Regions from separate parts of the Hordeum vulgare genome. Here region 1 is linked to region 2. The links are chromatin contacts, called in public Hi-C maps. All regions are on one chromosome and are shown on one strand. Each heading gives the region's core, a stretch centred on a gene start, on an enhancer-like site or on the middle of the called end of the contact. The rest is flanking DNA. Distances are from core to core; before and after follow the strand shown.

Region 1 (5,433 bases), core at 2,687-5,186, 400 kb after region 2:
CATTGTCACATAGCAGGGGCGAGTGGTGCTGTCAGTGCAGGGTCTTATCTGCGTCAGAAAGAAGCCTTGGTTGCTGCAAAAGAGTGCTTACTTGCAGCTGTGAGGTCTGATCCTAAAGCCGCATCGGTATGGGTCAATCTTGCAAATGCATATCACATGTCTGGTGAACATAGAAATTCAAAGAGGTGTTTGGAGCAGGTAACAACTGTTGTAATTTTTATTTTATTTTACATTATTTCTGGCGCATTTAGTATTGCTCAAATTAGCTGTCATATACACTTATGTACCGTTGATACTATGTACTACTCCCTCCGTCCGGAAATACTTGTCATCGGAATGGATGTATCTAGATGTATTTTAGTTCTAGGTACATCAATTTGTAGTAATTTGTGCGACAAGTAATTCTGGACGGAGGGAGTAGTATCTTATAAGCACAATTGGTACCAGCTTTTAGTAAATTTTTAATGATGATTTATTCTTTGATGTGTCTTGTCTCTTTTGCGTGTGTGGATTTCTGTGTGTGCATTTTTTTGGGGGTGGGGGGGGGGAGGGGGAGGGGAGGTGCATGAAGTCCATTGCTAAGAACAGTACTATGGCTCATCCAAATAAACTGTGGCCTGTCTGCCAGCTGGTTACCGTGTGTGCTGTGACATGATGCCCTGCGCTTGTTATATTGGAGTTATTAGGTAGTTCTTGGCGCTTGCCCTGCCAGTACCTAAAACTGGGCTAGTCACAGAGCTTCCAACTGGTTTTAAGTGGTTTAAACTGTGGGTCCTGACTGTGTTATCACTGTGAGTTTGTGGTCTACAAACTTCAGTGAAATTTACAATATTCAAGTTGAAAAATGCTTGCCCACCAGCCAATCTCCCTCCAGCTCCACCATTGCCGAATAATGAAGCTACTCAATGACATGAAATACTTCCTTTTTGTTATGGTGATGGTCCCAGTGTTACATTTCGTTGTGACGAAGTTGCTGATGGTTTGGTAAATGGGCAAACTAGACATCACATTCTTTTATTTTCTATTCTTTTCAGGCAGCAAAATTTGAACCCAATCATATGCCTGCTCGGTATGCTATTGCAGTTCACCGTATCAGAGATGCTGTAAGGTCGCAATGTTCTGATGATCAGCTTATCTGGGCTGCAAGTGAGATGGCAACGGTTCTAAAAGAAGGAGACACTTCAGTAGTTGATCTCCCAGTTGCATGGGCAGGGTTAGCAATGGCTCACAGGGCACAACATGAAATTGCAGCTGCTTATGATGGTGAACAGGCAATTCTAATTGAGGCAGAAGAGCGAGCTCTTTATACACTAAAGCAGGTGATGTTTGCAAACTATCACCACCACGAAGCCATTCACTTCTTCCTGAACTGACAAGTGCAAAATATGGGCACTGGAAAACAGCAATAAAATAATAATATTATATTGACATCTTATTCACAGGCAATCCAAGAGGACCCAGATGATGCTGTTCAATGGCATCAGCTTGGCTTATACAATATGTGCACGACTCAGTTTAGTCGATCTGTAAATTTTCTCAAAGCTGCTATAGCTCGTTCTCCAGAATGCTGCTATGCTTGGTCTAATCTCGGTAAGTGTAAAGCTCAGTTCAGTCATGTATATATCTTGAGTAAGCAAGCTCTAAGTCGTGATCTCGGTCTAATCTCGGTAAGTTTAAAGCTCGGTTAATTCTTTTTATGTTTTGTCAAGGTCATGATGTCAGATGCTTAAATGAATGCTCTAACATTTTTTTTGTTAGTATACTTGGTTAGTTCCATCAGTCTTCAAATTTTATCAATTTATCTAATTAGTCCAGCAATGCTCTAAGTCGTACCTGTGGACAAAGTTAACTTGACCACCATATTGTTTATTTACCGTATATCATCCGATCATTATCTGTAATTCCCTAAACATTATTTCTACATTAACTCCATGACTAATGTGTGTGCATTGATGGCTATTTACACAGGTATTGCGTTGCAGTTATCGAATGATCCGTCCTCTGAAACTGTGTATAAACGGGCACTAGTGCTATCGTCAAGCCAGCAGTCATACGCAATCCTCTCGAACATTGGGATCCTTTATCGGCAGCACAGGTTGTATGAACTTGCAAGAAAGATGTTATCCAGGTCATTGGAAATTTGTCCCGGATATGCACCAGCCAATAACAACCTGGGGCTTGTGTTTGTCGCGGAGGGCCGTTGGGAGGATGCTATAAGCTGTTTCGAGAATGCCGTGAAGTCTGATGACTTGCTTGATGCTGCCAAATCGAACCTGGCAAAAGCCCTCACATTGGCTAAGAAACAGTAGGGCAAGGAAGGGATGATGAACGGTGATGACCTTTCAGCCTCGCGCCGGAGCTTCGAATTAGGAGGACTAGCCCGTGCAAATCTCAGATCTGGAATGTCAGCTTTCAAGGGGCCAACTCAGAAGCTATGCTTGGTGACTTCTAATGCTGCTGCCGTCCGTGTGTCGTTGATCAGCACCCAGGCTCCGCGTTGCTGTGCTAGTAGGTTCTCTGTGGCCGGCCACTCGGAAAGGGCCCAGAATCTGTAGTAGAATTTGACTGCTGTAACAGGCATGTGACATGAACATGAACCGACTGCACCTGTACCATGTACATAACACCTCACAGGTTTAGTTGCATACACAACTCACCGTCACTGTAAGATCAGTTGCCACTTCGCCAGCTCTAGGTTTTCTCTTGGAAGACTCCGTCTCTGGTATGAAGTTGTGTTAACACCATTATCAATATTCGGTAGTGTCACTTGAAGTTTGTAGGAGTTCCCGACTCCCCACTACTATGGACGCAGCCTATTTCTGTATTTCCCCACAAAATATGGTGCCTTGGTTCCCCTTTTACTTTCTATATGCCGCCCTGTGAAATTTGGCATCTTTGTTCCTCTTTTAATTTGACACCAAGTCCAGTTCCCAGTTCTTTTTGGTTGTTGTCCGTCTGAGTTTTATATTGAAAAGCCTATAATGCCTCTGAACTGAAATAGTGTGTTGTTTAACTGATATTGACTTCATAGTATTTTAGCCATGTTTCACTTAGTTTATTTTAGTTATTTTTGTTCCAATCTGGCATAACAACTTACATGCAATAGCAATGCACAATGATCACCATATATCACAAAATACACCACACCTCGTAGATCCACCAGTTAAATTATGACCAGATTATACAAAAACTTGACCCCTCTGTGAAACTACAACAAATCGTACAAAGAATTTGCATTAACTGCGCAAATATTGATACATCCATTTAAGCGTCAACTAATTCCGGACGGAGGTAGTAGTAAAAAGTTAAATATTCAAGTACACAATAAACAATTTCTCCTCTGCATCAACTACATATCAACAAGAAAGCAATTACATGAGCATACAGATCGATGGAGCAATCGACAACAATTAAATGAACTACACAGTCAACAGCAACAAAAACTTGAATGGTGTGGATGACCATACAAACAACTGATCAAACAACAACAATGACACGAGCACAGCCAAGTCCACCAATCCACCAATATTAATCGTCCTTCCCTCTGCCTCCACTAATGTGTTGGAAGCCACGTCATCAGCTCTGCCTCCATGGAACCCTAGTCTCTTTGAAAGTCTCCGGTCTTGAAATTTGAACTTTAAGCGCAAGTTTGTAATTATTACATAGTACTAGTATATGTAAACATGTGTATTGCTCCCTTGGTCCGGAAAATACTTGTTGAATGTATCTAGATGTATTTTAGTTGTAGGTACATCCATTTTTATCAATTTGTGCGAAGAATAATTTCGAACGGAGGAAGTATTAATTCACAATTCCTACCTTGATGCCCCCCTCACTAGCAAGAGGTCACTATGTGCAAGTGCATTTCATCTCACTCGAGACTCGACTCGACCAACAAGTTTGAAAACCAAACCATAGCTTAACTACCCAAGTGAAGTTCGGGCTCACAGCTGGAAAAGCGGGTAAACTGGGGCTCCACCTGCCAGCAACCGACTCGGCGCCCACCACCGCCGAGCACAAATCGGCCGAGCAGACGACGCCGACGACCCCGCCGACGAGTCCGCGCCTTCCATTCCCTCCCCCGCTCGCCCGCCCTCTGCTCCGGCCCCGCCCCTCTCCCCGACCGCCCGGTCCCCGCCGGATCGTCCCCCCCTTCTTCCAGATCCTTCTGGAGGGCCTCGCCAGATCCTCGAGGAGCGGGCGCTCGGGGCAGCGAGATCTCTGCCCGGCATGGACAAGTCCAGCGCCCTCGAGTACATCAACCAGATGTTCCCCACCGGTACGCGCGCCGCTCGAGTTCGATTCCCGTTCCTCGGCCAGGCCGCTCGCTCGCGATGCTGCCGCGGCGGCAATGCGCTCGCTTCCAGCTTCGCTGGCCCGGGATTTAACATTGGGTGCTCGAGGAATATAGCGTTTATAACAGCTTGCGTTTGTTTTTTCCTGCGGCTTGGCAGAGGCGTCGCTGTCGGGGGTCGAGCCGCTGATGCAGAAGATACAGAGCGAGATTCGCCGTGTGGACGCCAGCATCCTCGCCGCCGTGCGGCAGCAGGTTCGGACTCGTGATCTCGTGCTCCACTTGTAGCAGTGTTGTGGTTTGCAATATCTACGCTCTTTGCATTTAGAACTGATGTGTTATGTAGTTCTTTGGTACGAGGAAGTGGTGTGGTATTATGATGATGCAATTGCAGTGAATTTACTTTGAATATGCTCCGGAATTGTTTGGTATTTGCTTATTATTGCTTATGGCTATACTATATATATCTGATAACGGGAAGATGTTGCTACTCCACAGAGTAACTCGGGAACCAAGGCCAAAGAAGAACTTGCTGCTGCCACAAATGCTGTTCAGGTCATACTTCCCCCTTTCTGTATGATTTGCATTTTACCCACAATGAACTTACTCGATGATCGATTGAGTGGCAAGCCTTACTAAGCTGTAGTTGGATTAGCTCTGCAAAGGGTAGGATGTCTATTTAGGGGAAAAGGGTAGGATGTTAATCAGGTACTGGAGTGAATACTTTATGGAATGATTGGAGTTTAACTTTGCTCTATACTAACAGGAACTAATGTATAAGATACGTGAAATAAAAACGAAGGCTGAGCAAAGTGAAACAATGGTTCAAGAAATCTGCCGGGACATTAAAAAGTTGGATTGCGCCAAGAGGCATATAACAACTACAATAACGGCTCTTCACCGCCTTACTATGCTTGGTTAGTTTCTTTACTTCACTTTATTTGGGGTATGTGCTATTGTGCTTAAAAATAAATGTTCAGTAGCAAGACTGCATCCACCTAAGCTAACTCATAATGTGCATACGTCATGTCCAGTTTCTGCTGTCGAGCAACTTCAGGTCATGGCCTCAAAGCGTCAGTACAAAGAAGCAGCTGCACAACTCGAGGTAAGCGTGTAAGACACATTAATCCACGACACAC
Region 2 (5,857 bases), core at 357-2,856:
TTTTAGATTTCTTTGTTTTTTAATTTGCTTTTTCGTTTTCCATAAAATATTTAAAAAATTATAACATGTTCACATTTGCACAAATATTACTCGAAATATCATAATATGTTCCTATTTTTCAATTTTGTTTTAGAAATTTGGAAAAATGTTCAGGAGTTCGAAAATGTTCAAATGTTTAAAATATTGATAGCTTCTTTTCACAATTTATGGGATATTTATATTTCGTATAGATTCAAGTTTTTGAACATATTTCCGTTTTTATATATTAGAAATTTCATCGCATTTCCAAATTTTGTTCGGGATTTTATAATAGTTCTCTACTTCTAACTTTGTTCTCCAAATTCAGAAAATGTTTGGGAGTTTTACGTTTTTGTTCCATGTTAAATTGTGGGTCTTGATATTAAGGAAAAATATCTAAATCAAAAAATGTTAGGCATTTTCATTTTTTTGTTCCCATTTTCAAATTTTGTTCTTGATTTCAAATTTTATGCTCTAAGTTAAAAAAAATTCGTAATTTATTTAAAAACATATTCAAATGTTGTTCTTAATTTGAAATTTTATTCTTTAATTTCAAAATTTTATGGGATTTCAAAATTTCAAAAAATAGTATATAACATCTTGGTTGAAGAAATACATGTGCTTTCAGAAGAATGTTTGCAATTTTGAGTAAATGTTCATAAATACTTTAAAATTGGTCCCTAATAAAGAAATGTTCGTACTTTTTAATGAAGAATGTATGCATATTTGAAATAAAGTTGCCTTTTGAGAAAAGTTCAATTTCTTGAAAACATTTCGATCTATTAAAGATATGCTTTTAAAAAGAATTGGAATTTGAAATAAAATTCCTAAAGTATTGTTTGACAAATGATGTAGGTACAATACTCCTAAAGTATTGTTTTACTTACCTATAACATGTTCATACAAGTAGATTGTTCTTATAGGTGTTAGCTACTTCAACAATTCCAAAGTTTGTCTGGTCTATTGGCTAGCATCGCGTGCAAGGCCCCGATAGGTCACGGGTTCGATACGGCGTAAACGCACGCGTTTTTTAGATTTTTGGTCCCGTGCTATAGTGTATATTTACTACAGGGCCGGCCCTATGCGTTTCCTGGACAATACATTGCGTAATGCGACGGGACCTCCTATGTGGCGGTTCAGGCGCCACTAGGGGAGCGGGTGCCTGCAGCGGCCCTCTTCGTGGGTCGGCCCATATTGAATTCGTTGGTTATTAAAAAATTGAAAAAAGTTTACAGAATTTTCAAAACGTTCAGATTTGTGAAACAAATTCAATGATTATGAAAAAAAGTTCACCGATTTTTAGAAGTATGTTCATGAATTTTCAAAAAGTTCACATAATTCGAAAAAAATATCATCGATTTTGAAAAAACATTCGTTAATTTTTTAAAAATAGTTCAGTGATTTCGAAAAATTTCATGAATTTTAGATTACGTTCTTTAATTTTCAAAAAAGTTCATCGATTTAAAAAAAAAGTTCAACAATTTATAAAGAAGTTCATCGAATTCAATATAAGTTCATAAAGAATTTGTAAATGGGCGGGCCCATTACGGAGGGCTACAGGCGCCGGTTAGGACACTTTGCCTTTAGCCGGCGCTTGGGGCGCTAAATAGGGTTTGCCCAATGCGACACATATAGGGCAGTTTGAGGCGCATCCCGACTTTTAGGGCCTTCGTGCATTTAGAAAACTTCACTATTGGGCTGACCCATTTACCTTAAAGTCTTCCTATTTTTTATTCTTATTATTATATAGAAAGGCCGAAAGTTTCTAAACAAATGATAAAATGGCAGAATCGTAGTAGTTCTCTAAGAAAACATAGAAAGATAAAAATATAGAAAGCCGTGGAATGGAGTAGTACCGGACATGGAGGGCTTTAGTTTTCATTTTTATAGGCGGATGGGGGGGGGACTAGTTATGGAGCACTCTCTTGGAAGCCTTTCAACGGTCACTCTCACGCGGCGTTACTTGCCGGTTCTCAGCCGCCGCCAAGTGTCGTGGTTTGTGCATTTTCTTCGCATTTTTTTGCATGTATTTTTGGCTTTTTACATTGGTTTTTTTGGTGTTTCAGTCTTTTGCTTGTCTTCCTTAGCTTTTTGACAAAAAAATTCAAAAATAATTGCATCAAAGCGAAAAAATGCTTCATAGTTTTTTTCGCAAGAGGCACTCTTTTGCTTCTGCGAGAGGCACGATTTTGCTTTCATAAAAGGCATGGCCGTGCTTTTCGGAAACGAAACAAATATATTTTTGCGAGAAGCGTGATTTTCCTTTCGCAAGAAGCACTGTTTCGCTTTCTTAAGAGGCATGGTCGTGCCTTCCGAATATGAAAAAAAAAATGTATTTTCTGTTTTTTTCGCGAGAGGCATAGTTTTGCCTTAGCAAGAGGCATGGTTGTGCCTCTTAGAAACGAAAAAAAAACATGTTTCTAGGCTTTTTTTCTATCCCGGGATAACCATGCCTCATCGATTTTCAAAAAAAAGTTCACCAATTTAAAAAAAAAACTCATCAATTTGGAAAAAAGTTCACACACTAAACACATGTAGAAAATCTAAATGGGATGGAAGCACTGGAGGCGCCGTTTAGCAATTTTTTTCAATAATTGGTGCCTGTGAGGCTAAATAGAATTTGCCTTTTATATCTCCCAAACAGCGAGATGGTCACTCCCCTCGCTTCATGCGTATGGGCCGACTCAGACGCTGATTTTCTCGGTTGCTCTTTCGTTTCATCGATCGTTGCTGTGTTTGTTTAGGATTTTGTTGGTACATTTTCTTTTTTTTTTCCGCTTTCTTTTGTTTTTTCTTCGGTTTTAAATTTCGTCATCCGTTTGCTATGGTGTTTTCGTATTTGTTATACTTTGGTTCTCATTGTTTTTAATATATTTTCATCAGTTTTTTTATTTTCTTTGTTATACTTTTTGTTCAGAGATTCTCCTTATCTAACCGTCCTGTTTCTATGTCGGTTTTCATTTATTATATTTGTTCTTTTTATTTAATTTTATTTTCTAAAACTTTTATTTTCCTTTTTTTTGAACAATTCTACATTTTTCTTACACATCTTTGATTTCCTGTGTACGTCATGACCATATTTAATACTCGTTTAATATTTTTCAAGTTTATCATCAACAGTATTTTCTCAAAATATATTTTTTATTTCTATTTTTTTAACACATATTGTATACTTTCCTACAAGTCCAAATTATTTTTTACGTATGTTTACAATTTTCAAATACAGTACTAATATATTTTATCAAATATATGTTTTGGTGCCTATTGTTCCAATACACTTTATATATTTTCGGCATGCATGTAATTTTTTTATAAATGTTTAACATTGATCTTATAGATTATTTAATTTGTTTTAATATCTCTTTTAACATAGAATTTTCTGAAACACGCCAAACATTTTCATATACATCTGAAAAACAATTCTTTATACACGTTTAATATATTCTTTGAATAACATGAAAATTTTGTACATTGTTCAAATGGTTTTATACAAAAGAATACGTGTACATATTCTTAAATGCGTGGATATTTTCTATATGTCAAAAACAATTTTGTTAAAGATATTAACATATTCTTAAGTTATGCTAACAATAAGTTACACCTTGGAAGTATTTTTAAAATTCTCAATTTATGTTTTTTGAATTAAATACTTCTTTTTAACACTAAATATAAATAAAGGTTATAACAAAGAGAAAAAACAACAACAAACGAAAATAAAATTGGACCAGCCCACTGCTAGCTCTCTTCACCCAATCACGACATACATTTGCTATAACTGTGTTATAGACGCTTCCGACAAATAGTCGTCAGAGGAACTAGTTGGTGAGCCTTCCTTCCGGAGTTTCCCAATGATTACTTCCACATGCCATCATTTGGCGTGTTCTCAATCGTGGTCATATGTCGCGTTCTGAGTGTTTTTTTCGGATTTTATTCTTTTTTTTCGTACGCGTTTTTAGCTTTTTTAGCTGATTTTATTTTTCCAGGTTTTTGGTGTCTCGGTTTTTTACCGGTCTTTCTTAGCGTTTGGACGAAAAAAATTAAATTCGTTTTTTTCTCGCGTATAAAAATATGTTTATTCCTTTTCCAAAAAGCACGACTTTTCTTGCACTAAAGGCACGACCGTGTCTTTCGAAAACGATAAAAAATGCGTTTTCTTTTTTTATTTTCTTCAAAGGCACGGTTTTGCTTTCGCGATAGGCAAGGCCGTGACTCTCAGAAACGGAAAAAATACGGGTTTCTTGTGTTTTCATGGGAAGCACGATTTTGCTTCTCCGAGAGAAACACGTTTTTTCCTTCTGTGAGAGCCACTATTTTTTTTGTTCGTTTTTTGTATGGTTTTTTATCAAAAAGTTTGCCAAAACTTGTCAACATGGGATCTAGTTTTGAAGATCTGGACGCGAGGAATCAAACAATGAAAACAATTCAAGATTTGGACGCACAATTTAATAGATAAAATATTTTGAAAATATAGGTCTACGAAAAAGGAAAAACTACCATGTTGCGACAAATGTCGCACTGCATCTTATTGCAACCTAGAGAATTGGGAGTGATTTTTGAAAGGAGCAACCCTTAATTAGTGATTTCGAATAGGCGTGGCTACGCCCACAACGCGTGCAGGTGGACCGACCTAGGTTCCGGTAGCGCGTTGCAGGTCGTTGACTGCTTTGTTTTTGGTTTTTTCTGTTGGATTTTTATTTTTTTTCCTTCTCTTTTCTGGTTGTTATTATGATCTTTTCTGATTTTTTGTTTGTTTTTGCTTTTTATTTTTCTTTGTATGAGTCCCTGTGAACATTTTGTTGATAAATTGATTTATTATGGTAATTTACGTTGGTCATTTGATCAATTTCTAAATGCTCTTGAAACATATTTGTAATATATGATGAACATTTTCTAAATATATGATGGATATTTTGCTAATAAATGATGAATTTTTTGTAAATATACGGTGAATATATTTCTAGTATAGATTGAAGTTTTTTTCTACACAAAGAACATTTCTGTAATAGATGGTGAACTTTTTTTTTAATATACGATGAACATTTTTAGTATATGATGAACATTTCTGCAAGCATGAGAAGTCCTTAACTCTTGGACTCTTTGGTTTTAGACCACTTCAATTATACTTTGAGTGGTTGGACTTGAAGTTCGTCTTGTTACCCCCAAAAAGTTTTTTAGGAAAGAGTCACGTGCTCATAGAAAGCATATTTGATCACCTCGGGGCAAGATCCTTTTTCTTTTTCTCCAACATCTTGAAATTGAACCTCCTTTGCCTTTAATGCAAGGTCGAGTTTATTTGTCCCACGAGCACGAGCAAGGGTATTGTTGACGGTCTTGCTCAAGATTCACGTGGAGATGAACTCACTGAATGCATCATCACATGACAAGTTGTGAAAGTTCAATCTTTCGCGAATCATGGAAGAAGTGTTTTTGTTAAATGGCATGAAAGCTTTGAGAAACTTGTGCTTGATCCATTTCCCATATGTGTCCTTGCTTCATGGTTCCTCAAAGAAATCGCAAGCGTTGTAAGTCTACAGTAGAGGTATTCGGGTGTATCATCATCGTGTATGATAAACTCACCGACTTTATATTGAATAATATCAAACTTGAAGTGTTGGATGCTTGTGTTGCCCATGCACAACGTGTTGATATGATATCAAACATCCTTAGCAGTACGAAAGGAACATATGTGAGAAAGGTTCTCGGAGGTCAATGACTTTTAAATGATGAACAAGGCGGATGCATTGAGTTGCTTGTCTATTTTTTTATATCTTGGAGTCAAGTTTCTTCGATCACAGGGATTGAATCCTTATTCAATTATTATCCACAATTGTGTTGATGA

Evidence for each region. Hi-C and Micro-C count contacts between places; a contact is called where the count stands out from the background.
Region 1: a Hi-C map of seedling shows a contact between it and region 2, with 3 times the contacts expected there. The contact joins the promoter of LOC123445010 here to the enhancer-like site in region 2. A contact is called at or near these places in 2 of 6 Hi-C or Micro-C datasets (leaf and seedling).

What each region holds. Positions count from the first base shown.
Region 1 is chr3H:556,618,161-556,623,593 of MorexV3_pseudomolecules_assembly, forward strand. It overlaps LOC123445010 (vacuolar protein sorting-associated protein 53 A), which reads left to right and starts at 3,937. Exons shown (of 24, transcript XM_045121924.1): 1 at 3,937-4,279; 2 at 4,455-4,549; 3 at 4,793-4,849; 4 at 5,061-5,211; 5 at 5,329-5,399. The coding sequence starts at 4,231. LOC123445012 (UDP-N-acetylglucosamine--peptide N-acetylglucosaminyltransferase 110 kDa subunit) reads left to right here. Exons shown (of 12, transcript XM_045121926.1): 9 at 14-198; 10 at 1,035-1,319; 11 at 1,443-1,590; 12 at 1,969-2,861. The coding sequence ends at 2,309.
Region 2 is chr3H:556,219,900-556,225,756 of MorexV3_pseudomolecules_assembly, forward strand. No RefSeq gene overlaps it. Among protein-coding and RNA genes, the nearest start is that of LOC123445009, 160 kb to the left of the region's middle. Within about 2 kb of position 1,607, at least 3 of the 3 cell types and tissues checked have open chromatin away from gene starts, as enhancers often do. A contact at or near this core is called in leaf and seedling, where this site is marked.